7 separate regions of the Mus musculus genome follow, and regions 2, 3, 4, 5, 6 and 7 are each linked to region 1. The links are chromatin contacts, called in public HiChIP or PLAC-seq and promoter capture Hi-C maps. All regions are on one chromosome and are shown on one strand. Each heading gives the region's core, a stretch centred on a gene start, on an enhancer-like site or on the middle of the called end of the contact. The rest is flanking DNA. Distances are from core to core; before and after follow the strand shown. Region 1 holds the start of Ddit3 (DNA-damage inducible transcript 3). Region 2 holds the start of Bloc1s1 (biogenesis of lysosomal organelles complex-1, subunit 1). Region 3 holds the start of Sarnp (SAP domain containing ribonucleoprotein). Region 4 holds the start of Pym1 (PYM homolog 1, exon junction complex associated factor). Region 5 holds the start of Cdk2 (cyclin-dependent kinase 2). Region 6 holds the start of Ikzf4 (IKAROS family zinc finger 4). Region 7 holds the start of Pa2g4 (proliferation-associated 2G4).

What was found. Promoter capture Hi-C pulls out the DNA fragments that hold promoters and counts their contacts. HiChIP or PLAC-seq counts read pairs in DNA pulled down with a chosen protein or histone mark. Capture Hi-C pulls out chosen DNA fragments and counts their contacts.
Region 2: a promoter capture Hi-C map of neutrophils shows a contact between it and region 1, with 4 times the contacts expected there. The contact joins the promoter of Bloc1s1 here to the promoter of Ddit3 in region 1. A contact is called at or near these places in 2 of 39 promoter capture datasets (neutrophils and pre-B cells).
Region 3: a promoter capture Hi-C map of adipose tissue shows a contact between it and region 1, with 2.8 times the contacts expected there. The contact joins the promoter of Sarnp here to the promoter of Ddit3 in region 1. A contact is called at or near these places in 4 of 39 promoter capture datasets (erythroid cells, liver, neutrophils and 1 more), 1 of 115 datasets of contacts at active chromatin or transcription factors (astrocytes) and 1 of 9 other capture datasets (adipose tissue).
Region 4: a promoter capture Hi-C map of pre-B cells shows a contact between it and region 1, with 4 times the contacts expected there. The contact joins the promoter of Pym1 here to the promoter of Ddit3 in region 1. A contact is called at or near these places in 3 of 39 promoter capture datasets (the C10 cell line, neutrophils and pre-B cells), 1 of 484 Hi-C or Micro-C datasets (B cells), 5 of 115 datasets of contacts at active chromatin or transcription factors (CD4 single positive thymocytes, bone marrow-derived macrophages, embryonic stem cells and 2 more) and 3 of 9 other capture datasets (adipose tissue, liver and macrophages).
Region 5: a contact with region 1 is called in a promoter capture Hi-C map of pre-B cells, with 5 times the contacts expected there. The contact joins the promoter of Cdk2 here to the promoter of Ddit3 in region 1. A contact is called at or near these places in 9 of 39 promoter capture datasets (the 3T3-L1 cell line, 3T3-L1-derived adipocytes, the C10 cell line and 5 more), 2 of 484 Hi-C or Micro-C datasets (B cells and embryonic stem cells), 4 of 115 datasets of contacts at active chromatin or transcription factors (fetal liver, large pre-B cells, memory CD8 T cells and 1 more) and 3 of 9 other capture datasets (adipose tissue, liver and macrophages).
Region 6: a contact with region 1 is called in an H3K27ac HiChIP or PLAC-seq map of extraembryonic endoderm stem cells, with 4 times the contacts expected there. The contact joins the promoter of Ikzf4 here to the promoter of Ddit3 in region 1. A contact is called at or near these places in 1 of 39 promoter capture datasets (liver) and 3 of 115 datasets of contacts at active chromatin or transcription factors (double positive thymocytes, extraembryonic endoderm stem cells and stem cell-derived neural progenitor cells).
Region 7: a promoter capture Hi-C map of pre-B cells shows a contact between it and region 1, with 2.9 times the contacts expected there. The contact joins the promoter of Pa2g4 here to the promoter of Ddit3 in region 1. A contact is called at or near these places in 11 of 39 promoter capture datasets (the 3T3-L1 cell line, the C10 cell line, cranial neural crest and 7 more), 6 of 115 datasets of contacts at active chromatin or transcription factors (astrocytes, embryonic stem cells, epiblast stem cells and 2 more) and 2 of 9 other capture datasets (liver and macrophages).

What each region holds. Positions count from the first base shown.
Region 1 is chr10:127,288,903-127,292,476 of GRCm38.p6, reverse strand. It overlaps Ddit3 (DNA-damage inducible transcript 3), which reads right to left and starts at 1,684. Exons shown (of 4, transcript NM_007837.4): 1 at 1,586-1,684. Mbd6 (methyl-CpG binding domain protein 6) reads left to right here and starts at 3,459. Exons shown (of 13, transcript NM_001347171.1): 1 at 3,459-3,574.
Region 2 is chr10:128,921,717-128,925,290 of GRCm38.p6, reverse strand. Bloc1s1 (biogenesis of lysosomal organelles complex-1, subunit 1) reads left to right here and starts at 1,767. Exons shown (of 4, transcript NM_015740.3): 1 at 1,767-1,916; 2 at 2,565-2,637. The coding sequence starts at 1,856.
Region 3 is chr10:128,819,928-128,823,501 of GRCm38.p6, reverse strand. It overlaps Sarnp (SAP domain containing ribonucleoprotein), which reads right to left and starts at 1,738. Exons shown (of 11, transcript NM_025364.3): 1 at 1,531-1,738. The coding sequence starts at 1,566. It overlaps Ormdl2 (ORM1-like 2 (S. cerevisiae)), which reads left to right and starts at 1,873. Exons shown (of 4, transcript NM_024180.6): 1 at 1,873-1,960; 2 at 2,988-3,241; 3 at 3,397-3,548. The coding sequence starts at 3,068.
Region 4 is chr10:128,746,817-128,750,390 of GRCm38.p6, reverse strand. It overlaps Pym1 (PYM homolog 1, exon junction complex associated factor), which reads right to left and starts at 1,936. Exons shown (of 3, transcript NM_001170869.2): 1 at 1,825-1,936. The coding sequence starts at 1,858.
Region 5 is chr10:128,703,502-128,707,075 of GRCm38.p6, reverse strand. Cdk2 (cyclin-dependent kinase 2) reads left to right here and starts at 2,025. Exons shown (of 8, transcript NM_183417.3): 1 at 2,025-2,364; 2 at 3,073-3,150; 3 at 3,249-3,369. The coding sequence starts at 2,249. Pmel (premelanosome protein) reads right to left here and starts at 818. Exons shown (of 11, transcript NM_021882.4): 1 at 718-818. The coding sequence starts at 790.
Region 6 is chr10:128,644,090-128,647,663 of GRCm38.p6, reverse strand. It overlaps Ikzf4 (IKAROS family zinc finger 4), which reads left to right and starts at 1,671. Exons shown (of 8, transcript NM_011772.3): 1 at 1,671-1,943. The coding sequence starts at 1,857. Gm26876 (predicted gene, 26876) reads right to left here and starts at 1,780. Exons shown (of 2, transcript NR_152728.1): 1 at 1,744-1,780; 2 at 1-202.
Region 7 is chr10:128,564,164-128,567,737 of GRCm38.p6, reverse strand. Pa2g4 (proliferation-associated 2G4) reads left to right here and starts at 1,804. Exons shown (of 12, transcript NM_011119.3): 1 at 1,804-1,998. The coding sequence starts at 1,911. It overlaps Erbb3 (erb-b2 receptor tyrosine kinase 3), which reads left to right. Exons shown (of 28, transcript NM_010153.2): 28 at 1-215.

The DNA of each region.
Region 1 (3,574 bases), core at 435-2,934:
CTGAGACCTCCTGTTTCTATTCTTGTCTTTTACTTTATTTTCACGGCTGTGGGTTGACCTAGGGTCCTCTACATACCAGGCAAGCAGTGTACTATTGAGCTACATACCTAACCCTTTGTTTTTGTATTTATTTTGAGTCAGGGTCTCATAATGTAGCCCTGGCTGGCCTGGAGCTCAGAGATCTGCCTCTCTGAGTGCTGGAATTAAATGCATGTGCTATGATCATTCCTCTGCTCAGATCCCCCAATGGCTTCCTGTTTCATGATTGTTAAAGATTAGCATCATGAGGGTGCTTGCAAGGCTCTATGAGACCGGCTGCTTGAGTTTCCTTTCATCACCCTCTCCTGCTTACTCTAGTCCTGTTCCTAAAGATACCGGCATGGCATGCTTATCTTAACTCTGTTGCTCAGCCTCTCCCTTCTATAAAGCTCTAACACCGGGGCTTGGCTCACAGGCTTGGCTTCTGATGACAACCTCTAGTCACCGCCCTGAACTATTCTGCCCTGCTTTTGTTTTTTTTTTCCCTTTTGCTTTATACTGAAATGTAAGTTTTATTGAGAACAGTTTTATCTTTTGCTCCTAATATACCCTGGGTCCCCAGATACTTGGTACATAGTGGGTGCTTATTAGGCATTTGTTAGGAATGAATGGGGAAAAAGCCCCTCCCCCAAGTTCCCTTATAGAGAATTAAGCCCACTGAGCCTAAAGGCAGAGCGGAGCTGGCTGTCTCTGGGGACTGCAGATGCAATATTGCCCTGAGTGTTTCTCTGCAGGGTTGTCCTCTAGGGAAAACTCCCTTGGTCTTCCAGTGTGTGGGACCTGGCTTTCATCAGCAGAGGAGCCCCAGGCCTGAGGGTGCAGAGACAAACAGTGGGCTGGCCTGACGCAATGGTTACACAGTTTAGTTAGGAGACGGGACTGAGGAAAGAAGCAGAGATCAATCAGCCCTGGGAGAAGCAGAAGACCCTGGAGAGATCCCAAATAATTTCCCATAGTTAAAGAGATCCAGGCTGCTCTCTTGTATGGAAACCTAGAAACCTCTGGGGAAAAGGGAAAAACCCATCTATGCTCCTCCCACCAGCACCCCCACTCGCAAAGATCTGTCAGTCTTCGCGTTCTCTTGAACTTGAGAGTCAGCTACTAACGTGGCCATGTTGGCCCCTTGACTGAGGCGCTTCAGCTTGAAAGAGTTGGGGGGAATGAGGCTGGTGAAGAAAAGGCTGAGACAGCCAGAGTCCCCGACTTTGGGGGTGTGTCCTGCTGCCCCGCCTTTCCTGCGAACTGCCCAGGCCTAAGCTGGCCCGCAGTTCGCACTACAGAGACAAGTTCCCGAAGGCAACCGGAGTCCCTCTGCAGAGTGGGGACCAACTCGAGACAAGGGAACGGGAATGCAATCGCCCAATGCAAGAGAGGGCCTGTAAGCACCATTCCTGAATCAGGGATTCCCGGCCTTCACCCTTCCCAGTCTACAAGCTTACAGTGGAAGGGGTGGGGCTACATCCTCCAGAACAGTTGTCTCCAACTTTATAAAATAGCTATGCTGGCCAGGATGGGAAGGTAAGGGTTAGACGGAGCCAGTACTCGCCTCTCTCCTCAGGTTCCGGCTGTTATTCTGGCTCTGTCGCTGCCACCCGCTCATCTTCAACATGATATAATCGACGTGTTAGGCTCAAGATAACTGACCTCAAGAGCGGAGAGCGAGTATCCTTTATGCTGTCCGGCCCCTCCTGGGGGGGGGGCAGGGTCCAGGAGCCTACCAATCAGAAAGCGGCACGCTGGCACTGGCTCCGCCTCATCCCTTACATCCGCCACTCAGGAGTCTCACGGCCCCACCCCCATCGCGCCCTCTGGCTTGAGAGTCTACGTTGTCTCGGACCCGGAAGTGGCTTTGGGTCACGCGGCTTCGCGGAGGAGGTGAGTGAGTCATGCGCGCGCGCGGAGGAGAGCGCGGCGAGGGAGGGGATGGGGGGGCGGGGATGATGCAATGTTTGGCAACCGGTGTCCGCGCGCGCACGCGCAGGGGACGTCGATGGTGGTGGGAGGTGCGGGAGGGGGGCTATGGGGGAGAGAGGAAAGAGGGCGGAGCGCCAGCTCCCAGTGTCCAACGGCCCCAACGGCTGTCCTTCCTGAACTTGTCTGCCCACCTCCCATCACCTTTAACTTACTCCTCCATGAAAGGCTCCCATTTTCCCTGGCCCCTCCCAGCTAATGGGCACCGGGGCTCTGGAACCTCTTTAAAGTTTCCAATTTGTTCACCTGGATTGACATCTCCTCGAATCTTTTAAGAGCTCTCCTCCTCTTTTAGCCTTCTAATGCGTCCCAAAGACTGAGTTCCTTGATAGTCCACCCGCTTCTCTCAGAGAGGCACCTTTAACGCTTGTTTCTGAATCGTCCATTACGTGCTAGGATTGAAGTTCTTTACAGAGTGTAGATTGCTGCCTCCTCCTCATCCCACCCCTGCTTTGTGTGATGCTCTTACGCCCTTCACTAAGCCCAGTATCCACCCTCTTCCTTCTCCGAGATAGCGAGTCCTGTGACTCCCTGCTGAGGAGCTGGCCTCCTGCCTCTAGCTGTCTGAGTTCACGACCTACAGTAGAGCCTGGGACGTGCATGCACTTGAACGCATGATTGCCCTGGACTGGGTCATCAGAGGAAACACAGATTCTAGTTTAATTTGTCCAAGGATTCTACCTTACTCATTTGTAAATTAAACAACGATAAAGGTAAAAAGCAGCTCTGTGGAGAAAACTTGAGTAAAAGTAAAAACATCTTGCAAAACGTATTTTTTTTTTTTTGTGCCATGAAAACAGAGGCCATGTGGTGGCCTATTACATAGTCTGTCGTAGACTCAAGAGGGGCAAGCCAGAGTTTAAGTAGAAACTGAACCAAGACCGGTTGCTATTGGATGGTGCGACGGTGACAGGTCCTTGGCCAGACTGCTCCTTCGCTCCAGACCTTCATTTCCCCTTCTGTTAGTAGAGGTGGGGGGTGGGTTGGACCAGATGGTCTCTCCTGGCCTAAAGACAGACCAGGTTGTCAGTGACAGGCAGAGGTCATGTGACTTGACAGGCTGAGGTCGTGTTGTGACATGTTGACCTGGAGAGGCGGGTCAAGTCTCTGCACACTACCCGGGAAGCCTTTGGGGCGGGGCAGGGCAAGTCGCGACTTTCATCTTTTAGGGCTGGCCCCTCCCGGACCTGACATTCCTGACTCCCCCAACAGATTGTGGCTTCGGAAGGGGCCCCTCCCGAGGGAGGACTGGGATTGGCCACCAGTGGCCTGGGAAGAGGCCCAGATCCTTCCGCGGAGGGCGGGTGGGGGGGGGCCGCGTGGGGTGTTTGTTCTCTTGGGGATTAATGGGGGGTTGTGGGGGAGGGGTAGGCGCGCTCCCGCATGCGCACTGCGTCCCCTCCTGTTGGCTCGCTGCTGTCCGCTGGGCGGGGGCCCGGCCCCGCCCCTCTCCCGTCCGGGCAGCGGCGGCGGCGGCGGCGGCGGCTGCGGCGGTGGCGGCGGCAGCGACGGCGGCGGCGGTAGCAGCCTGCGCGGTGCCTTCTGGGAACGGAATCCCCAGGGC
Region 2 (3,574 bases), core at 518-3,017, 1.6 Mb before region 1:
TTGCCAGGCACTGCATAGCCTCACAAGAGACAGCTATATCAGGGTCCTGTCAGCAAAATCTTGCTGGCATATGCTATAGTGTCTGGGTTTGGTGGCTGATTATGGGATGGATCCCTGGGTGGGGCAGTCTCTGGATGGTCCATCCTTTCATCTCAGCACCAAACTTTGTCTCTGTAATTCCTTCCATGGTTATTTTGTTCGCTATTCTAAAGAAGAATATTCTAATTTGTTCTGCATCCATTTGCCCTGCTACTGGATCCAAGCTATCAACTTCATCTGCGCCATAACTCAGAAAATGGGTAGCTGGGTAGATGACAAAGCTGTAAACAGTCTCAGACATGAATTAGCCCCACGTCCCTCAGCTTTGGAAGCACTCTGGAATCACCTGATACAGAGATGATAGATAGCTAGATAGCTAGCTAGCTACATACATACATACATACATACATACATACATACATAGATCAATCCTTCAGAAAGTCTATTTAATAAATAAATTTGGGATCAAGTTTCTTTTTAATTGGGAGTAGGAGACAGGGTCTTGCTATGTAGCCCAAGCTAATCTAGAACTCCCCATTCTTCCACCTCAGCCCCCTGACAGGTTTGCATCAGTATACCATACATGACAGTATTATTTACAAACTCTTCAATGCGGTTCTACTCTTTAGCCAGAGCTAAACATTAGTCTAATCACCTTAGTTTATTAACAATCAAACTAAAGCTCAGAATGGGTAAGAAAATTGACCAAAGTTTGGCCAGCATGTCTCCACATTCGTTTTTTTGTGGTCTGTGTGTTTCTGCTTTGAGACAAGGTCTCTCTACATATTGCTAGCTGCCCCAAAGTTTGTTCTGTAGACCAGGATGGCCTCAAATACACAGACATCCTCCTGCTTCTGCCTCAGGCCTGCTAGAATCAAAGTTGTGGGACACATGGTATGTCTGCACACTTGTAATGCACCCCTTAGCTCCGGTTACTTGTAGCGCTGGTGGATTCCTGGCCACCATGAAAAGCACAAGGAGCCTAGGGGACAGAGAGAGAGAGAGAGAGAGAGAGAGAGAGAGAGAAACAACAGCAATAAATTGATGGTGTTTATAATTTTTCTAGTTGGAATTAGTCCTGGAAGCATTCCTCCTTAGTCGGAGAAGCACTGTATAATTTACCTTTCACTTTGGCAGTAGCACTTACGCTTCTGCCACGACTAAAATGGGTTCGCATTCCCTGACCACAAAAGGACAGAGATAGATCTGCGCATTCACCACTCACTGCCCGCAACATTAGCAAAGCTCCCTAGAAGGCTGCTTGAGGTGCCTAAAATGCTGCTCTACAGTGATCACCCAGAGCTGAGAGAACCTCGGTGGAGAGGTGAGAAGACAAGAGGGCTGGGAAATAAGAGAAAGCATTCTCTTCTAGGGAGAGGAAGCTGGGAATCCACTGAGAATCGGCCGGCATTGCCAGGAGGTAAGGTGAGGGAAGGAGAAGAATTTCAATGAGTTCAGAGAGCTTCTGCTACCCTAGTAACAGAAGTGTAGTGGACAGCATCAGGACACCAATCCTCTCAAAACCCGACAGCCAGAGCATGTGAAAACTGACTCTTCAGCATGACTAAATGCGAAAAGTGTTCCTGACTCCAGAAACTGAGCCTCATTAGCGAACAGCTCACCCACCAAGCAACCAACCCTCCACTTCGCTCCTTTAGCTCCTCAATACCAACCACCAGATGCCAAAAGCAGAGGGAGGCTCTTGCGTCACGTGATACTGCGATCACGTGACGCCTTCCGGGTGAGCCAAGGCATAGTCCAGTTCCTGCAGCCTTAGGGAGGGGTCCGCCGTGCCCACACCCAGCCAGACTCGACCATGCTGTCCCGCCTGCTCAAAGAACACCAAGCCAAGCAGAACGAACGCAAGGAGCTGCAGGGTGAGCTCAGCGTCCGGTCGGTCGGCAGCTCCCGGCCGCGGCCTAGCTTCTTCCAGAGGCCTGGACCTCGGGTAACCTCCCAGATCAAGGAGAGGGCGCCGGCTAGCGGGCGACCCGAGTGCCGGGCAGGGAATTGGGGGCGGCACTTCTGGAAACTCCGTCCCCTTGCCAACCAGCCCTGGTCCCCTTGGCACCACTCGGGTCCCTGCGCCACCTCCCTCAATCCCGCCCAGGCGGCGCCTGAGTCCCGCCCCTGGAGCGCGAAACGCGTTGCCAATTGGCCCAGCCAGCTTCTCACCCCGGAAGTGGGAGGAATTGGGGACTGCCCAGTCTGCCACACAGCTAAGGCACAACTTTCCCCAGGCCTAGACTGGGAATCCTGGAGTTGCCAATCCATTGCCCAAAGTAGTGGAAAAAGGATGTCTAGGAAGAGTCCTGGGCGTACCTGATGGAGTGTCCATTCCCTTCTCAGGGCCCCAGTTTCTTTGCCTCCAAAATAAAGGGGTTTGTTTTGTTTATGTATGGAAGGTTCTTTTTAAGAGGTCTGGCATTAGTTGGCAGTTTCTAGAACAGTAATAAGTGCGTGAGGACCCATTAGCACCATCTTTCAAATACGAAGTCTGCTCCAACCCCTTTCCCCTTCCCCAGAGAAGAGGAGGAGAGAAGCTATCGCTGCAGCGACCTGCCTGACCGAAGCGTTGGTGGATCACCTCAACGTGGGGTATGAACCTCTTCCCTCAACTCCGGTTTCCTCCATCCACCCTGGTTACACAGCATCTGGGCCAGCTTTCAGAAGGACCCGGTGCTCCAGTAACTCCTCTGATCTGTCCCCTCCCCCTAATGTAACTTTGTGGAGACTTGAGTCAGCTTTCACTCTCTAACGCTGATGGGGGCGACAGCTGCAGTGGTTGGGAAAACAGAATTCCCCTCCCCACACTAACTTCCCTGGCACAACTTGATGCCATCTGGCCAACTCGACTAACCCTTATATGTCCAGCTGTCACTTGGGTGGGAGGGAAGGACAACCTCTTCCACCACGTACCCTCTTTCCTTCCTCACCTCCTACTCTCTGGAAAGCCTGCGAAACAAATGGCAGGAACAGGATGGCACAGCTGGTAGAAGTAAGGAAGAGCCTAAGCCAAGAGCTGTGACAAAACCAGGCTGTCTCTTCCTTTCCTTCTGGGTCTCCAGGGACCCTTCCCCCAACCTTAACCCTCAATGAGAAGACCAGTGGTATCCAAAGACTTGGAAAGATTCCCTGGCCCTGCATGACTCATAAGAGTGCAGAGATGGTGATCTGATTGTCTATGGGAAGAAAGGAGGCACATACTATGCCTTCCGCCCAGGGCGAGTGACAGGCTTGGTTGCAAATCCAGAGACTGATTCATCCAAGGGAGTCATGCAGGGTTAGGGTCATCAACCATTACTCATCTTGAGGGGAGATTAGGGGGAAGAATGGCTGTGGTTGGGGGCTCTGGTCTCCTTTGTCTCCAGACAGCTCTCTCCTCCTCTTCTCTGGTGTTCCCACACTGGCACATCCTTTGCTACATTTGTGACGCTGGCCAGACTTCTTTCTGTTTACTTGCTAGACGCCACCCCACATTCGAAGCTTAGAGGGCACCTAAGCCAAATCCTGATTAGAAAGGGTTTTGTGTTGC
Region 3 (3,574 bases), core at 489-2,988, 1.5 Mb before region 1:
TCTCAGTAAGAACAGTTCTCAGTTTGTATTAAATTTGATTTGTATGAGATTCCCAGAATAAGGTGACCAAAACAACTAACGGTAAAGCTTCTTCTGAAACACAAACAATAATCAACATAGTTTCTTTTTTTAAATTTTATTTATTTATTTTATGTATATGAGTACACTGTATTTATCTTCAGACACACCAGAAGAGGGCACCAAATCCCATTACAGATGGTTGTGAGCCACCACGTGGTTGCTGGGAATTGAACTCAGGACATCTGGAAGAGCAGTCAGGGCTCTCAACCGCTGAGCCATCTCTCCAGCCTCAACACAGTTTCTTAATTCTTCATAAAAGGAATTACTGTCCTTACAGAATAATAATTGAAGGGCAAGTCTACATACAAGAAAAGAACCTCGGGTTACCAAAATGTACAACTCAATAGATCCTGTGGTTCAAGAATGTTATCAAGAAGTGACACCAAGGCATCCTGAAAAGATGTCTCAGTTGTGAAGAGCATTTACTGCTCTTCAGGACCCAAATTATTCTACTCTCAGCACCCACATCAGGCTGCTCAAAACTGCCTGTAACTCCAGCTCCAGGGGATCCAACACCCTCTTCTAACCTCCAAGAGCATGCATCCATCATATACTCACACAGACACACGGAAATAACAAAAATAGACCCAAAAAGGGAGTTGGGGGTGACATCAAGAGAGCTGGGATCCTTCCCAAAGGTTAAAAGGACAAACAAAATCCTAAGGTTTTCAAACATACTTCATACACCTCTCATATTACAGCTATCTACCCTACACGTTCTCTCTCTAGAGGTAGGATAGTCAGGGGAGGGAGGGCAGGTCATTGAGAACCTCCTGAGAAAACTCGAAAAACTTTTAGGATTGATGTGTTTGCCATCTTACAACCTTTTGGAGAAGCCTCTACCCCAGGTTTCCACCGAGAAACCTATCTTAAGGCCTCTCCTCTCCTTGATTTTAAAAATTCGAGTGCGGGGTCTTAACCCCACCTTGTTAAAAGAGAACGGAAGCACTTTCTGGGTTATGTTTGGGACATATTCAGCAAAACATGCAAAAATGCCACTATATGTTAACTGAGGAATTCCAGCTTTGGGACAAGAGGAGTGACTACATCAATCCGTTGGGGGGCGGGGGGGACGGACAAACAAACCATAACTTTGGGTCAGCATGGGACACGGGGGAAGGACCACTGACGTAATGAAGATTAAATGAGAAAGGGGTATAAAAGATAGAAGGCGCTTCACAGCCGAGCAGGGAAGGGTGGCAGGTAATAAAAACAATGAGAAGAACAGGTAACAGCAGGTAAACACCAGGTAACGATAGCGATAAATTACTGAGGAGAAACGAAGTTCAAGGTAGGCCTAAGAAAGGAGGCACAAAACAACAACGGGAGCCAGGAAAGAAGTGTAAGCGGGCGCCTGACAGGAAAACACGTGGAATAAGGCCGCGCAGGGCCCCGCGTAGAATTTAGGCTCCAGGAAACCCCACCTCAGCCTTCCCCGCGTAACGGTACCTTCAGCTTGTGGAGCTCCACCGTCTCGGCCGCCATCTTGATGCGCCTCAGTCCACCGGACCCCCACCGCTGGCCCCCACCTCAGGCGCTTAGGCTCATCCAACCAATCGCTGTTTCTCTTGCTCCCACCTCACACCAACGGCTCTTCCCATTAGTCAGCGGCGGCGGCGCTCTCACGCCTCTTGGCCACTTTCCACGGCTCTCTAAAAAGGTGGATCCAGGGGAGGGCGGGGTTTGCATGGCCTAACGAGAGAAAAGGCGACCAATTGTACGTCTCCATTGCGTAACCAACCAATGATTGGGGACAGCGCGGATTCTGTTCCGCCAATAGGGAGAGCGCAGACAGGGCGAAAGTCGGCCACTTCCTGGAGACCACAGGTGTAAGAGCCAGCGCTGTGCCCCAAGCCGGACGGGCTCCTGAAGCTGGCAGGTATGGGCCCCGTGAAACTTTAAAAAGTTACAGAGAGAAATCGGTGGGAGTATTGGGAAGGGCGGCGAAACGACAACCTTAGATTCGAGAGATCCCGTGAAGAAAGTGACATGCGAAACTGGGACTCTGGGAGGAGCATGGGCGGACTCTGTAATTGATTTGGGGAATTGTGGGACAGGCAAGAGCGGGTTAAAACAAACAAAACAAAAAACAAAAGTAGGCATTAGAGCTTGCAGAAGTTTAAAAACTAAAACCGCTCCTAGAAGGGAAGGACTCCCATTTCTTGAGGGACTGAGCTCAGACCCCTTCCTAGACTAATTTAAAAATTGGGTAAGTTTTTGCAGCGCCCCACGTTCAGTGAAGGGATGAAATTGCTTGGCTGCTGACAATGCCAAGCGGGTGAGAGACAGGATGGACAAGCCCCAGGAAAAAAGGATGGGAACTAGAGGTAGCTTTACTCTCAGTGCCTTCTTTATTGGTCCCTTGATTAACTGAATAGCTTTCTTGTGGAACTCTGGGTATGTGTGACCTCTTTATAATTCACTAACTTCCTCAAGAAAGTAAATTAAAATACTCCCGATTCCTCCGATCCTTCAAATAGGTCTCACAGTCTAAACTTACTGCTTTATATTTAGTTGAAATGTAAAGATCTGAGTAAAAACCCCACTTGTGTGAGTATACACACTAACAACTGAAGGTACGGAAGTCAAAAGACAGCTTTCCGGAGTTGGTTATCACCTTCCACTGCATGGGTCCTGGGGATCCAACTCAGGTCTTTAGGCATGGTGACAAATACCTTTTCCACCTTAGTCATTTCGAAGACCCTCTTGCCTTTTTGTTTGTTTTGGAGAAAGGTCAAACAGTTCTCATGCCTCAACCTCCTAAATTCAGGGATTACAAGCATGAGCCACCACACCCAGCTGCTTCACCTCTTCTCAAGTTTTAACAAAGTGTTCAGTTTTTCCTTTTTTTGCATGGTAGGGAAATTCTTTCATTCCCAAGACTTCAGGGGATTTTGGCTTTTCAGGAGACAGCTGGGGAACAAGCTCAATCAGGGCTAATGAGGAGACTGAGTTGGACTCCTGCCTGATCCCTCACTGTGGTAGGATGAATGTGGGGGTGGCACACAGCGAAGTAAACCCCAACACTCGAGTGATGAACAGTCGGGGCATCTGGCTGGCCTACATCATCTTGGTAGGACTGCTGCATGTGGTTCTCCTCAGCATCCCTTTCTTCAGCATTCCTGTTGTCTGGACCCTGACCAACGTCATCCATAACTTGGTGAGCACTAAACCAAACCCTGTACCCAACCCAGGTCTATCCCAACCAAAACAAAACAAAGTCACCAGCTGTTCGGGGATTTATGTCTTCCTTTTGGGATCTTGACCCAAAGGACTACTTCCTACCCCTTATACTGTCCCTTTCCCTCTTCCCAGGCAATGTATATCTTCCTACATACAGTCAAAGGGACGCCCTTTGAGACCCCTGACCAAGGAAAGGCTCGGCTTTTGACACATTGGGAGCAGATGGACTATGGACTACAGTTTACCTCCTCGCGAAAGTTCCTCAGCATCTCTCCTATTGTACTGTGAGTCTGGGTGTGAAGGAGATGCT
Region 4 (3,574 bases), core at 687-3,186, 1.5 Mb before region 1:
ATTTGAGACTGTCAAATGGCGACTGGTAAGGAGGCTAAAGCGAAGGGGAATACCTGAAAGGAAATGTGTCACAGATGAAGTCCAGGTTGTAGTAATCCTGAGGTGTAGCTGAAAATACAAAGGTACGTCAATGATCTCGTGCTCAGGAACGAGGGGGTTCAGAGCATTCCCAAGCTGCTACAGACAGAATAACAAAAATAAAAACAAAAGGGCTAGAGAGTTGGCTCAGAGGTTAAGAGTGGCTACTGCAGTGGACCGAGGACTTGGGGGTCTGATTCCCAGCACCGACATAGTGGCCTACAGCTCAAACTCCAGCCTCAGATCTAATAGCTCTTCTGACTTCTGTGGTCTCCAACCACACAAATGACGCACAGACATACACACAGGCAAAACATTCACACACACAAAATAAGTCTTTTAAAAAAACAAACAAAAAAACATAATCTGTGGGCAGTAGATAGGAACACTGCCGTTTTGCTAAAATTGCATTTGAAAAGCAGAGAGGCAAAAGAACAGCTTATTTTCCTCTTCTACAGAGCCACAAAGAACAGAAACTATCTCTATAGCAGGGCAGGGGCCAGATGGAATATAAAAAGAATAAGAAGGTACACATTAAAAGCTGCAAACTGCCTGTCATGGTATTAGACGCCTTTAATCCCACAACTTGGGAAGCAGAGGTAAGTGGATCTCTATGAGTTCAAGGCCAGCCTGGTCTACACAGTGAGCTCTAGGCCAGCCAGGGCCACATAGTGAGATCACATCTGGGGATTGGAGTGTTAAAGATGAAAGTTGCTTTTTAAAGGTTGGGCACAGTGGCTCATGCTTTTAATTTTAATAAGGAACATTTAAAGCAAACCAAGAAGCATAAATGGCACATTTTAAAACACACCGTGCATTACCGCACAATCACAGGATCACTTCTACAAAACCCTAGTCACATATGAAGACCAAGATGAAGGCTACAAAAACAGTCACCGGGTACTTGCACTACGTCTTCCAAATATCTATTTGATCATCTCGAAGTCAATATTGCACATTATCCTAAAGACAAGGCAACTACAAACAAGACAAAAACATAAAACCGATTCTCAGCTTCACACACAAACAGCTGACTTCCAACATTTCAGACAGCTCGACTGAAGTGCTACTCAACCTTTAAGAAATCATGGGGTTCTATCAATTATCAAAGACGTTGAGAGAAAGGCCAGTAGATACTTTCCTGTTTGTTTTCTCCCACTTTAAATGGAAAACTCCACCAAGGAGAAAAGTCAAGTTGAAAGTTAAATTCCTCTTCCCTTCACACGTCTGGATTTCAGTGACACCCACCCCCACCCCCACCCAATGAAGATGGGGCAAAGAGTGAAGAAGAAAGCACTATGTAGCAATGAGATCATCAGCAGACACAGCCCGGAGAGAAAGAATGAAAACAGGGAAGGGTAGAGAGCAGGTACAACAGTAAGAAATGGGGGAGGGAGAAAGGGGGTTGGAATTGGAGGGAACTGAGCACAGGAGCCCATAATGCTGGAGAACCTTGCAAAGGTACGGGACTCCAACAGCTAGAAAGAGCTGAAGCGCCTAAGGGTCCCGGAGCAGGGGACATTGGAGGACCCCAGGGTTTGGGAGACCGGAAGCAGAGACCCCCCCCAAAAAACACGAGACCAGAAGGGGGCGCAGGTAACAACCCAAAAGGAATGAATGGGGAAGGCGGTACGGGGGCGTGGCAAAGGAGGAGCCCCGGGATGGGCGTGGCACAAACCCTTTTCCAAGTCCGAACCCCTAACCCAAGAATCCCGGGAGAGGCGGCTCCGCGATCCCCGCACTCACCGCCGGTCTCGTCAGTTACATAGGGAGTCGCCATCTTGAGAACCCGAACCACTTCCGGCGTGAGCGGGCTGGGGTCCCGCCCCCCTCCCCGCCGGAAGTGGAGTCCTCATCCTAGCAAGCCACCATTTTAATCTTAAAGAGAGACTGCACCATTTCTCTGACGCGGGAGGCGGAAAAGGCGAGTGTAAGACGCTCACAGTCATGGGCTCTTAGACTACCACCGACGCCACTGTTGACCTCCTGATGTATATAAAACAATCCCTAGGGCTCGGAGAGAAGTTTGGGCATAAGCCTTATCCCAGACAGTCCTCGCAGGCTCAAGGCCCACCGGGACCCAGCAGGAAAGCTGGTAAAAGAGGAAAGGAATATGCAAGGCCCCTCGCCTGCACCAAACCCTAGGGCGCGTGTTGGCATGGGCAAAGAAGCCCCAGGGATACACGAAAACCCGGGCTAACACTTAAAAGTGGGCAGGTCTACTCGGCACGCCGACCACTCTCGGCCGCCCAGGTTAACTGATCAGAGACCTACGAAGGGGTGCGCAAAGATCGGCGCACTGCGAGTCGGTCACCTGTCCCCGTGGCCTCGGGGGTGCTGGCGGTTTCCATGACTGAACTGGGGCGGGCAGCCCTGGGGATTCAGCGGCCGGCGAGGTAACTTCTTGGCCTGCTGCTCAGTACTGGATCCTCTCGGGTCAGAGGGCACGGGGTGAAGGCTTTTGGGGCGGACCCAGTCAGTATTCTAATTAGCCGCGCCCCACACTTCGGATTAGCTTTGGCTACCGCGAGCAGTTCCACCCTTAAATCTACCGGGACAGTGAGGCCACTCCCTTTGTTAGGTTGTGCCTTGTTCTTGGAAGGAGCGCCAAAGCCCGGTCCGGTCCCTCCCCTCCTCCATCAGCAATTTAGTTCCTCTGGGGCTAAATCCTGTTAAACTTGTTTCCTCTTCTGTCAGGAAGGTGCTGGCTCAAGCTCCTCTCCTCAGGTGTCTGCCCTCCTCCTACAAAGCTTTTTCCTTAACTCTTTCACCCTCTTCTATTGCCCAACTTTGGCTTACACTAACGTCCAACAGTGCCTCTCAAATTGAGAAGTGGGGAAATATTAGTACTTCAGTAGTAGACAATATGTTCTACTTTAAAACAAAACAACCGAGCAGTGGTGGCGCACGCCTTTAATCCCAGTGGAGGCAGAGGGAGGAGGATTTCTGAGTTCGAGGCCAGTCTGGTCTACAGAGTGAGTTCCAGGACAGCCAGGACTACACAGAGAAACCCTGTCTCGAAAAACCAAAAAAAAAAAAAAAAAAAAAAACCAAAAGGAAAAAAAAAAAAAAAAAAAAGAAACAAAACAGGCTAATAAGAACCTCAACTAAGTTTTCAAAAGCTCACACATTGTCCTCCTTGCAATTCTCCCAGCTTTAACCTCTCTCCTTTCAATTCAAGTCTCAAAATGACTTTAATGCTATTTGCATGCACTACATGTTTTTACACGTGTATACTTCTTTCTTTTCTTTTCTTTTTTTTTTTTTTTTCGAAACAGGGTTTCTCTGTATAGCCCTGGCTGTCCTGGAACTCACTTTGTAGACCAGACTGGCCTCGAACTCAGAAATCTGCCTGTCTCTGCCTCCCAAGTACTGGGATTAAAGGTGTACACCACCACGGCCCGGCTACATGTATACTTCTAATCCCTCACTTTGTGTGTGTGATAATCCCTCACCTATGCCTTTGCTTCCTCCTGCATTTGGGTATGGTGGAGGG
Region 5 (3,574 bases), core at 776-3,275, 1.4 Mb before region 1:
AGTCATAAGACGCACCATTCTTTTTGACTGCCCACTCTCCCTCCTCAGCAGCACGGGACATTCCAGACCCTCTCGCCATCCTTAACTCCCTCCTCTTGCTCCTGTCACGAGGTCTCAATCCCCCAGAGTCCTTTCATGTGATGCTCAGCTGAGACCCTTCTGAGACAAGCCTGGGATACATTCATCCATCCGCACCCCTGATGCAGAGGTGGTCTGTCAGTTTGGCCTTCCTGAATACCCTACTCTTTTTCTCTCTACTTTACATCTCCTATCACTGCATTTAAGATATTACCCAAAGGATCTCCATGTCACCATGGACATGTCACCATGTCACCTCCTTGGAGCCCCTATTTCGCTGAGTGCTCCAAGCAGCCTCAGAATTAGTGCCATGCCTTCTGCCCCCTGCATCAGATAGGGATACCTCTATGCTTGATCCTAAGGTTCACATCTAAAGCTGGGCACAACGGTTTAAGTATGTACTTAGGAGGTAGATGAGGAGTTTGAGTTCATCCGTGGGTACACAGTGAATCTGAGGCTAGCCTGGGCTACACTGGACCTTGTCTTGAACAAATAAAAAAACCAAACAAAACCATATCTTCACTAAAATCAAATAGGACAAGCCTAAAGTATTTTGACTTGTCTGATTAGAAGGGGGAAACCCAGAGCTGGTGTTCAATTGCTAATAGCACTTGCTCCTGACCACCCACCCACACTCACCTTCTAGGGCCCCCACAGCCAGCAGAGCACTCAGCACAAGCACGGGAAGGAAGCTCCTTCTCTGGACACCCATAGTGGTCCTCTTGCCAGCAGCCAAAGGTACCAGGGGGTGGGAGCGAGCCCCTATATAGAAAGGGATGGTCATTTGCATAGGCCTTCCTCCTCTCCCTCCAGAGGAGGGGAAACCTGGGAAGAAGGAAAGGGCCAGAACTGATTTCATCCCACACAGCTCAATGACAGTTTCTGGTTTCGCTGGGTCACATTCACTGACACACTTATTCTGGAAAGAGTTCACTGATGGGCAGCCTCAATTCACATACTTAACAGTCACAATTCAGCAAGACAGAGTGAAGAGAATTGTGTCAAACCAAGAGATCCTTAAGACAGAAACAGCACCTTTATCCAAAAGCATCCAGAAGGGGCTGGGAGGGTAGATTGCCAGCAATAAAACAACACAGGCAGCCAATGAACCCCGAAACAGTGAGACAGTATTAAGCTAGGCTGAGAAACGACTCTATTATCTAGCCAAAGAATCCTTTACAATAAGAGTCCCGATTTTCCAGCCTGGACTAGAGTTCCAGGACAGCCAAGATTACACAGAGAAACCTTGTCTCAGAAAAATAAAAAGAAAGCGGAGGGAGGCGAGAAGGAGGGAGTGTGTGTGGGAGAGAGAGAGAGAGAGAGACCGGATTTTGTGCCCCACATGGAGACCGAGACAAACGGATCTCTGTGAGTTCGAAGACAACCTGGACTTTTGAACGCATTCCAGCCAACAAGGGCTGCATTATGAGATGTTTCCAAAAAGCAGGCGAGAGTGCTGGAGAAACAGCACCGCTGTTAAGAGCGCAAGCCGCTCTTGCAGAAGACCAGAGTTCAGCTCCAGCACCCAAGTTAGGCTCACGACCGCCTAGAACCTCAGCTCCAGGGCACCTGCTGCTTCTGTGAAAACTTAAATGCAGACACACAGACCCACACACCATTTAAAATAAAATACATTATTCTTTTTCTTTTAAAGATTCCCAGGTTTTGCTTTTTAAAAGAGACTCTCTTGTCCAGGTGGAATTTTAATCTCACCCAAGGGGTGGTGAAAATTGTGAGGGAAAGGTAAGGAAATCCGTAGACCAGAAACACCACCAGTTCCGGCCTGCGGAGCCTAAACCAGGAACTGCGGGAAAGTTGTGCAGCTGCCCCGCGGCTCGCCCGCCCAGGGCGGGGCCTCTGAGGCGGGAGCGCGATGGTCCGGTCCGCCCTCGTGACGTGAACCAATCGGAAGGGCGGGGGGCGGGGCCAGGGAAACGCGGGAAGGAGGGGCGGGGTCTCGGATGGCCGTCTGGAGCAGTGGGGGAGGCGGCAACATTGTTTCAAGTTGGACAAATTGTCAAGGGCTGAGCTCTCCTTGCGTTCCATCCCGAGCTGGGACTGCCGTGCTCACCCGGGGTCCCCCAGGTCCTCCGCTCCGAGTGTCGGGCCCGCTTTCGTCAGGGTTCCCGGGCCCCGCTCCCGGGGGCCTGAGCCGCCTCACTAGCGCTCCATGGAGAACTTCCAAAAGGTGGAGAAGATTGGAGAGGGCACGTACGGAGTGGTGTACAAAGCCAAAAACAAGTTGACGGGAGAAGTTGTGGCGCTTAAGAAGATCCGGCTCGACACGTGAGTGGCCTCCGGAGCCGGAACTCCTTTGCCCGGACCTCTTGGCTGTCCCCCTCCCAACCCCCTACCCCAACAGGCGGGTAGCGTCCCCGGACCGGAAGGTAGCGGGGAGGGAGGGAGGGACGCGTGAAGCGAGCGGTGGGTTGGCCGACCGTGGAGGCTCTACCGGAGGAGACTGTCCGGGGCTGGAATCCAGGGGAAAGTTTCTTGCAGTGCTCCAGCCGGTGTGCTCCCAAATCTGCTAGCCGAGAGACTTGGGAAGAGAAAGTTGTGGGGTGGGAGCCCGGGATAGGAGGGGTCCAGGGCTGTTCGTGGAGTTGGGTTATGTGGTAACCAGAGAAAAGTTCCTTTCTGAATGGAGAGCTCTCCTCACTGCTCCAGCACCATACTTAGAACCCTCACTCTCTTTCAAAAGAATGGCAGTTGAGATTCACTGGCCCTCAGGGGAGGCCGGGAGCTACTCTCACCCCACTCCCCTATTACCTTTCTTCTGCTTTTCATTCACCTGGAGGCTCTTCTTACCTTTCACTGGAAAAAGAGGAAATAATGGCCTTAAATATGTCTAAAAGCCACACCCTAACTACCCAGAAATTAACTCCTCACAGCACCTCTCCTGTCTGCCTTCCTAAGGGGGCTGGGGGTTGTGTATCCCTGAGAGAATGATGTTTGTAACCGTATTCTTGTCTCTGTTTTCCCAACCTCTCCAAGTGAGACTGAAGGTGTACCCAGTACTGCCATCCGAGAGATCTCTCTCCTTAAGGAACTTAATCACCCTAATATCGTCAAGTAAGTCTGCTCTGAGAGATGATCACTATGACGAATTCTGCTTGCTTAGCCTCAGAATTTCTCTCCTTCAACTCCATTTCCTGGACCTTCTCTTGCAGGCTGCTGGATGTCATCCACACAGAAAATAAGCTTTATCTGGTTTTTGAATTTCTGCACCAGGACCTCAAGAAATTCATGGATGCCTCTGCTCTCACGGGCATTCCTCTTCCCCTCATCAAGGTAACCCTGTTCAGTGACAGCCCACAAATTTTAGGGAAAACTAGAGGCAGGTAATTCAGTCTGGTAATTTATTTTGGCTTTTTCTCAGACTTCAGACACTCCACCTTCTCCTACTCATTAGTCATTAACCCTAGGATGGACAGAAGAATCAAAATTGAGGAGCTTCTATGAGCCGGCAGCTCAGGTGGAAGGAGATCAGATAACA
Region 6 (3,574 bases), core at 422-2,921, 1.4 Mb before region 1:
CTAGGGAGATGTGCCGTGGGCTCTTCTCAGTCGTGTCTCGGGAGTATGTTGGACGCGAGCAGGCAATATCTGAGGCTTCACTGTGCTATGAAACCAAGCTTAAGCAGGCCTGGCCTGATGCGAAGTGGACCCAGCACAGTCTCCGAATAAGAAACTCAAACCACTCCTGTGTATTTTGAGAACTCCAGATGTCAGCAGCTACCTTCAAAAAGACAAAGTCAGGGCAGCACTGACATTAGGTCTAAAGAATGCCCCCTTCAGGGCCAGACATGGCCAAGAGGGTATATAATAGGGCATGTAAGAACCCATTTTTGACCTCCATCCCTCTCCTGGGCTGATCCGAAAGCAGAGAGTTGTCCCCAGTGTCTGGTTTTTTACTGGCCCTTTCTCAGGTCACCGCCTCCCCCACTGGCCACCTGATAAAGAGAGGAGGCCTCTCGTTCTACTAAGGGATGTTACCATCTCATAGAACCTGATTCTGAAAGCACACGCCCCCCAACTTCCTTTCTAAAAGTACAGATAATTCCCATGGGAAGAAATGGGGGAAACGAGAGTCCACTAATTTACAGCACAGATTTCCACCCTACCCACCACAGACACTGAAAACAGAAACTGAGTTGCTCAAATCAAATGGAGCAGAGCTTATCCTGGTGCCCTGAAACATTTAAGAGAACCTGAGGAGAGAGAGGTGCAAGGATTGGCAGCCCAAAGTTTCATGGCCCCTCCCATCCCAAATTCTTGGAATCAGAAAATGCAGTCTTCCAAAGTAGGTCAGCTCAGCAGTGAACAGTTCCTCTGGAAGGAAAGCGAGCAAGAGCCTTCTCCTGATAGAGGACAGGATTCATCCAGGACTCCTGAAGCCAGAGCCCCAGAGGCACGGGAGAGAGGGAAGACAGGGAGACCCAACCAGGGATTAGAAAAAGCTCAGGGTCCCAGATCTCCACTAGTCAGTGATGGGAAGGGGGATTGTCAGAAGGAGAGGCAGATGGAAAGGAGCCTGAGTTTGCTAGGGGAGGAGCCTTCTGCCACTTCTAGATCCTGGAGGCTGCCCCTGTGTCCCGGGCCCCATGACCTGTGGGGCCTTGGCTTCCCTAGCTGGCAGAGGATTGGGCCTTCCCTGGGACACCCCCTTCCTCCTCCCCACAAGCCTGCGGCTCTCCTCTCTCTCTCTCTCTCTCTCTCTCTCTCTCTCTCTCTCTCTCACACACACACACACACACACACACACACCACACACACATACACTTGCCCCCCTCTCAAGCATTTGTTTTGTAGCTCCTCTTTGTCTGTTGGGCAGGAGGGCAAACACATCTGCCTACCCTCCCTCTGCACCCCCACTCCCTGTGCACCCCCATTCCCACCTCTCCACTGTCTTGGAAAAGGGATGCTGTAGCCTAGCGCGCGCGCGCGCACACACACACACACACACACACACACACACACTGGTACGTTTTCTCCTGCCCCCTCCCCAAGCGCATCCACGCCTCCCTCCCTCCCTCTCTCTCTCTCTCTCTCTCTCTCTCTCTCTCTCTCTCTCTCTCTCTCTCCTGTCTCTCTCTCCCTCTCTCTCCCTCTCTCTCCCTCTCTCTCCCTCTCTCTCCCTCTCTCTCTCTCTCTCTCTCTCTCTCACACACACACACACACACACACACACACACACACACACACATACACACGAGGCTCTCAGCACATACACCCTGGGCTGAGCGGTTCTGCCGGCTGCAGCCGTGGGCCCCTGCTCACCGTGCGGCTGCCACTGCCTGCGAAATGACGGCGGTTCCCCTCACTTCCAGGAATCCACGCTTCCTGGAAGGTGAGTGGCTGGGCTCACCCCTGCCTGCCACCGAGACGCAGACATGCACACACCACCCGCACTCCCTCGCCGTTTCCAAGGCGGCGGCCGCGTTCGCACCCCAGGGTCTCACCGGCAAGGGAAGGATAATGTAAGTTCAGGCAGAAGGCGGCTAGCGGAGGGGGGGTAGGGGGGTGATGGGGCTAGGGAACCAATTCAGTAACAACTCCCAAGCCTGAGGAGAGGGAGAGGACGGGGGCTGTGTGTATAGCGGGGGGGGGGAGGGGGCGTTCCTCCTTACACTTGGGGAGGATGGGAAAGGGTGCTTGGTGTTGCTAAGCGAAGACCGTGACTTGGACAGTGGGAGCTTGTGGTGACATCTTGATTAGGCCTTGGGGACAGAGGTAGAGCAGCCAGGGGTGGAATACCGAAACAGGCCTGGGTGGGAATGGAGAGTAGAAAGACCTGAGATGGGAAGAAGAGCTTTGACGGCAGATGCTTCAGCCTGGAACCGACATGTGAGGGGCCTCAGCCTCCTGCCCACAATAGAGAAGAGCCGGGGGTGGCAGTCTTTCTTTGCTCGTGCACTGACTGGTCCCTGATAGCAGGCTAGCATCCTGCCACCTGGAGCCCATGGTCAAGAAGAGAAAGCTGGAGAAAGATATCCCTTTCAGAGAAGTGCAGCGGCTTGCAGAGCTCCAGGCTATTCCCCAGAGGCAACCACTCAAGGGATCCAGGAGAGGGCCGGTCTCTTTCGGTGTGTGAGACCGCTCAGCTTAGTGGGACTGCTCCCCATCCCTTCCCCGCCTTTCTGCCCTTTCTCCACCTCCTAGTTGCTTTGCTGTGGACCTCACGATTTAGCTTTGCTCCCAGAAGGTTCAGCCAATCTACGATGGCTTTGACCAAGAAAATGTCTCTGATACCTGAGAGCAGCCTTAATTCTTGGCTTTGACAGTCTGAGATTTCTTGGAAGTCCCAGGCATTTGAAATTCCCTCACTGGGGTTTCCGAGGCTGAGAGGGGAAACGAATGAGTTTCCCAAATCTGACTTTGTCCCCGTCAGCCTCAGGCTAGAAGTCTAAGTCTCTGGAGCCTCACAAAGACCCTCTGGCCTTTGACAGAGATTCCTTCTTAGATTTTAGTGCCATGAAAGTAGACTTGAGTGTGTTTTCCCTCTTGCCTTTATCCTAGGGATGACAGCAGCATCAAAGAGCCTCTGGAGTTACTGGTGCGCCTTGAGGCACCTGCCTTTCTCTCCTGTTTCCAGCCCTTCATTGGGAGAGCCACAAAGAATGCTTTTCCCTCAGTGTCCCTGAGCTTCCCTTTAAGAATATTGTCTCCCAGAAAGCTAGCTCCTAGTCGTAGAGACAGCCTCAGCTCCAGGAGACTGGGCCAGATATGGATTTCCAAGAAATTCACTCATTTTAGAATCAGCAGGTCCCTTCTTACTAATACTGGGTGCTTTGTAGTAGGTCAGCACTAACCTTTGAAAAGAACAAGAAACTGGGTGTGGTACATGCACGCAATCCCAGTACTCCAAAGGCTGAGGCAGGAGGATTTTGAGTTTACTTAACCTTTTTTGACCTATCTAGCCTCAGTAAACTCAGTTGAAAGGGCACGTGTTAAAACCGGACCTGAATCTACAAGTCTTAATGGTCCTGAGCCGCTCACATCATGGTTTGTGTCTGGTGCTGTCTTAAGGCAACTTCTTAAGAAAACCGTTGCTCGCCTAAGGAGCCTCAGCAGGGGAAAATCAGATTCAAGCCATAAGGCTTTTTCTATA
Region 7 (3,574 bases), core at 555-3,054, 1.3 Mb before region 1:
TCATTACAAGCCAATTCGCAAAGGTTCCAAGACTCCTATTTTGGGAGCTGTTCTCAACCAGTAGTGATAAACTTCTGGTGGGATAGAAAGAGGATCCATCTTCAAACCTCAAGTCTTCCTGGATGGGAACTGGGGGGAATGTCTTCTTGTACCATTAAAGTTTTTTTGTTTTGTTTTTATACGTGTCTAAATAAAAATGTCAGAGTTTTTTTGTTTGTTTTTGTGGATTCCTGTCAAGTGGAAAGTACACATGACCATCCCTTTTCTTTGCTTCTTAACAATGGGTGGCTTTCTCTGCTTCTGACATTCTGTCACAAGTAATGTAACCAATCTTGATTTGTTCTAAGATTTTAATTATGGGTATGTGAGAGAGTGGGAGTTTGGGAATGGTGTTATGTGCACGTGAGTGCAATGCCCACAGAGGCCAACTACACAGTGCTAAGAGTTACAGGTGACTGTAATGTTCTGGGAACTCCCTTCCCTCTGCAAGGATACCAGGTTATACCAACCAGGTTATTTCTCCAGACCCTGTTTGCATTCTAGTCTTTTTCTTTTGTTTGTTTTTTCGAGACAGGGTTTCTCTGTGTAGCCCTGGCTGTCCTGGAACTCACTCTGTAGACCGGGCTGGCCTCGAACTCAGAAATCCGACTACTTCTGCCTCTCAAATGCTGGGATTAAAGGCGTGCACCACCAGTGCCCGGCTTTGCATTTCTAGTCCTTTCTACTAAAGGGTTTTTTACTGGGGATCCCTACAAAGGAACAAAAGTGTAAACAATTAGGAACAAAACCCTAACCCCCTGATTGTTGGGAGAAAATGAAAAAGCTCAAGCAAGCCTTGGGTTGTTTTTATTTTTTCCTACACAGGTTGGGTACTGAAAACTTGAAATGATGCAGAACTTTTTTTTTTTTGTTCGAGACAGGGTTTCTCCATATAGCCCTGGCTGTCCTGGAACTCACTCTGTAGACCAGGCTGGCCTCCAACTCAGAAATCTGCCTGCCTTTGCGTGCGCCACCTCATCCCGGCGATTCAGAACTCTTAAGAGTGACCAAATCCCTCATAAACGTTTCCCTTAGATGGCCCCCATCAAAAACCACGGCTGGAACAATAGTGCTATTTTATTCTAGTCTAGTAGGAAGTCTGGCCTTTTTCTATTAGCAGGCCATGGTACATGTATAATCACCCAGACTGTCCAGTTAGTGCTCGCTTCCAGCACCCTAGGACTTCCACCTCCGCTCAGCCCCTCCCAGAGGTTATCCCAGCACTGGAGGATTTGACCAGCCAGGCCGGTCGCGCCGGCCGACAGGGGAATCCAAGGCTACGCGCACGGGACAACCGCCCAAAACGTACACACACACCCACTGACCCTAGTCCTATGGCTCCAGGCTCCACCCTGTTCCACCCTGCCCAGCGGCCTCTCAACCCTTTTCTCCCTGTAGCTCCACCCCTCCCCGCTTGGCCCGCCCCTCGCTGTTACGAGCTCAGGGTCGGCGTGAATGAGAGGTTTTTCCCGGAGAGACCACGCTTTCCCTCAAGCTCCCCAACGGCTCCGCCTTCCCGCCGGGGCCAGACTCTTCCCAGCGTGCCCGGCGATTCCGGCGTGCGCAGACTTGGGAAGGCAAGTCCTCCCAGGGCCTGGCGGACGGGCGCGAGGAGCAGGCTGGGAATTGTAGTTCTAGAGCCCGCGAGGGCGGCTGGGAACTGGCCGACAGCAGGACTCATTGTCCCAGTGTGCCCTGCGCCTCAGCCCGCGCGCTCGCAGCTTCTCGCTCTCTCTGCCCGCCCTCCCGCTCCCTTGCTTGCTCGCGCTTTCCTCGCGGATCGAAGAGACTCTAGCTACAGCCTGTGGCTGGGAAGGGAGACGGAGGCCGCAGCTCAGGGAAAGTGAAGCTGCAGTAGTAGCAGTAGGAAGATGTCGGGCGAAGACGAGCAGCAGGAGCAAACTATCGCCGAGGACCTGGTCGTGACCAAGTATAAGATGGGGGGCGACATCGCCAACCGTGAGTGCGGCCTCGGGGGTCTTGGAGTCGAGGCTGAGAGGGAGAGGTTTGGGGCTCTCTCCGGAGGGCTGTGGCGTCTGGGTCTTGCCGAGTGAGCCACCGAGGGGCGCGTGCCGACTGCCGGGGGCGACGTGGTGGGGAGATCTGGTGTCGCCCTGGGGACTGAGCAGCCATGCCTGGGCTGGAGAGTGGAGGTGCGGGCCGGCGACCGCGAGGAGTACAGAGAGGGGCCCAGGCATGCTCCGACCCTGGGCGGTTGGTAAGGAGGCAAGGCGCGTCGTCTTCTGCCCATACCCTTCGGTCTGTCCGGATCTATGCTCCCGACTGGCAGCAGTGAGGCCACCTCGAAAAGGAAGCGGCCAGCTGTTGGCGACGGAAGCGCCCCTCTGCCAGTCGCGGCTCTTGACCCGCGGGAGCTGAGCCGGCACGTGTTGCCAGGTCCCTGTGTGCGGATCGATGGCTCCCCACTTCCTCTCCTACCGTGCTTCCCCACCACGTGCTTTGCTAAAGTCTTTACTTCAGGTCTTCTTAGTGGGGACCCCCTTCGCCCCTTGACCTAGCTCGAGGGGCCGTTGGAAGACACTTCTGGAGCTTCTAAAACAACCTGGCTTTCCTGTATGACCACTGCTCCGGTTTTTGAAGGCGGCCTTTAATATTTGTTCCTAGAGCCTCTACAGTGTTTTGAGGTTCTGCTTAGACAGCTGGGCAAGCCTGTCTATAATACTGAAAAGAAGTGGAGAGAGACACGGATTTTAGGATTATAAGCATTTCTTAAATGATCTTTACTCTCCTAACAGTTGTCTGCCACTTGGACAGATAACTTTACTGTTTTCTCTTTCCAGTTCTTTCCCTCCCTTACCCCCTTATTTTTGGGGCTTTCTGTGTAGCTTTGGCTGTCCTGGTACTCCCTTAGACCAGGCTGGCCTGAGAGATCCGCCCACCTCAGCGTTCCAGAGTGCTGGGATTAAAGGTGTGTGTAACCATGCCCGGCTCTTTAACATTTTAAAAATTAAAATTCACTTGATAAAAACTGTCTTAGACTTGGCAGTGGTGGCTCACGCCTTTAATCCCAGCACTTGGGGAGCAGAGGCAGGCGGATTTCTGAGTTTCAGAGAAACCCTGTCTTGAGGAAAAAAAAAAAACTGCCTTAGGCCTTTAGAATGGACTTGACAAAATACTTGGAAGAAGGTATTTAGGGTGTCTTTGGTTACATCTTAGTTCCTCTGGAATCCAGAGAATAAAACACATAAGAAATCATCAAACCTAGAATTCCCATGATCATAAAGACATACACAAAATGATAACCTTATTTGGGGTGATGTTTTAGTATTTGCTGTTGGTTTGAATCAGACAGAATCTCCAACCCCACAGGCAACTTCAGATAATAGTTTTGAAACTGGTTACATGTGATCTTGATATACTGGAAGTAAAGTTTTAGCCCTCTGAATCTTTAAGACCTTAGGTTAATTCCCCTGGGCTTATATACTTAGACATGGGGAAATACAGCCACATAAATTATGATTACTACTTTGTGTCTGGGGAGGGACGGAGGTAACATTTAACAATGCTTCAACTT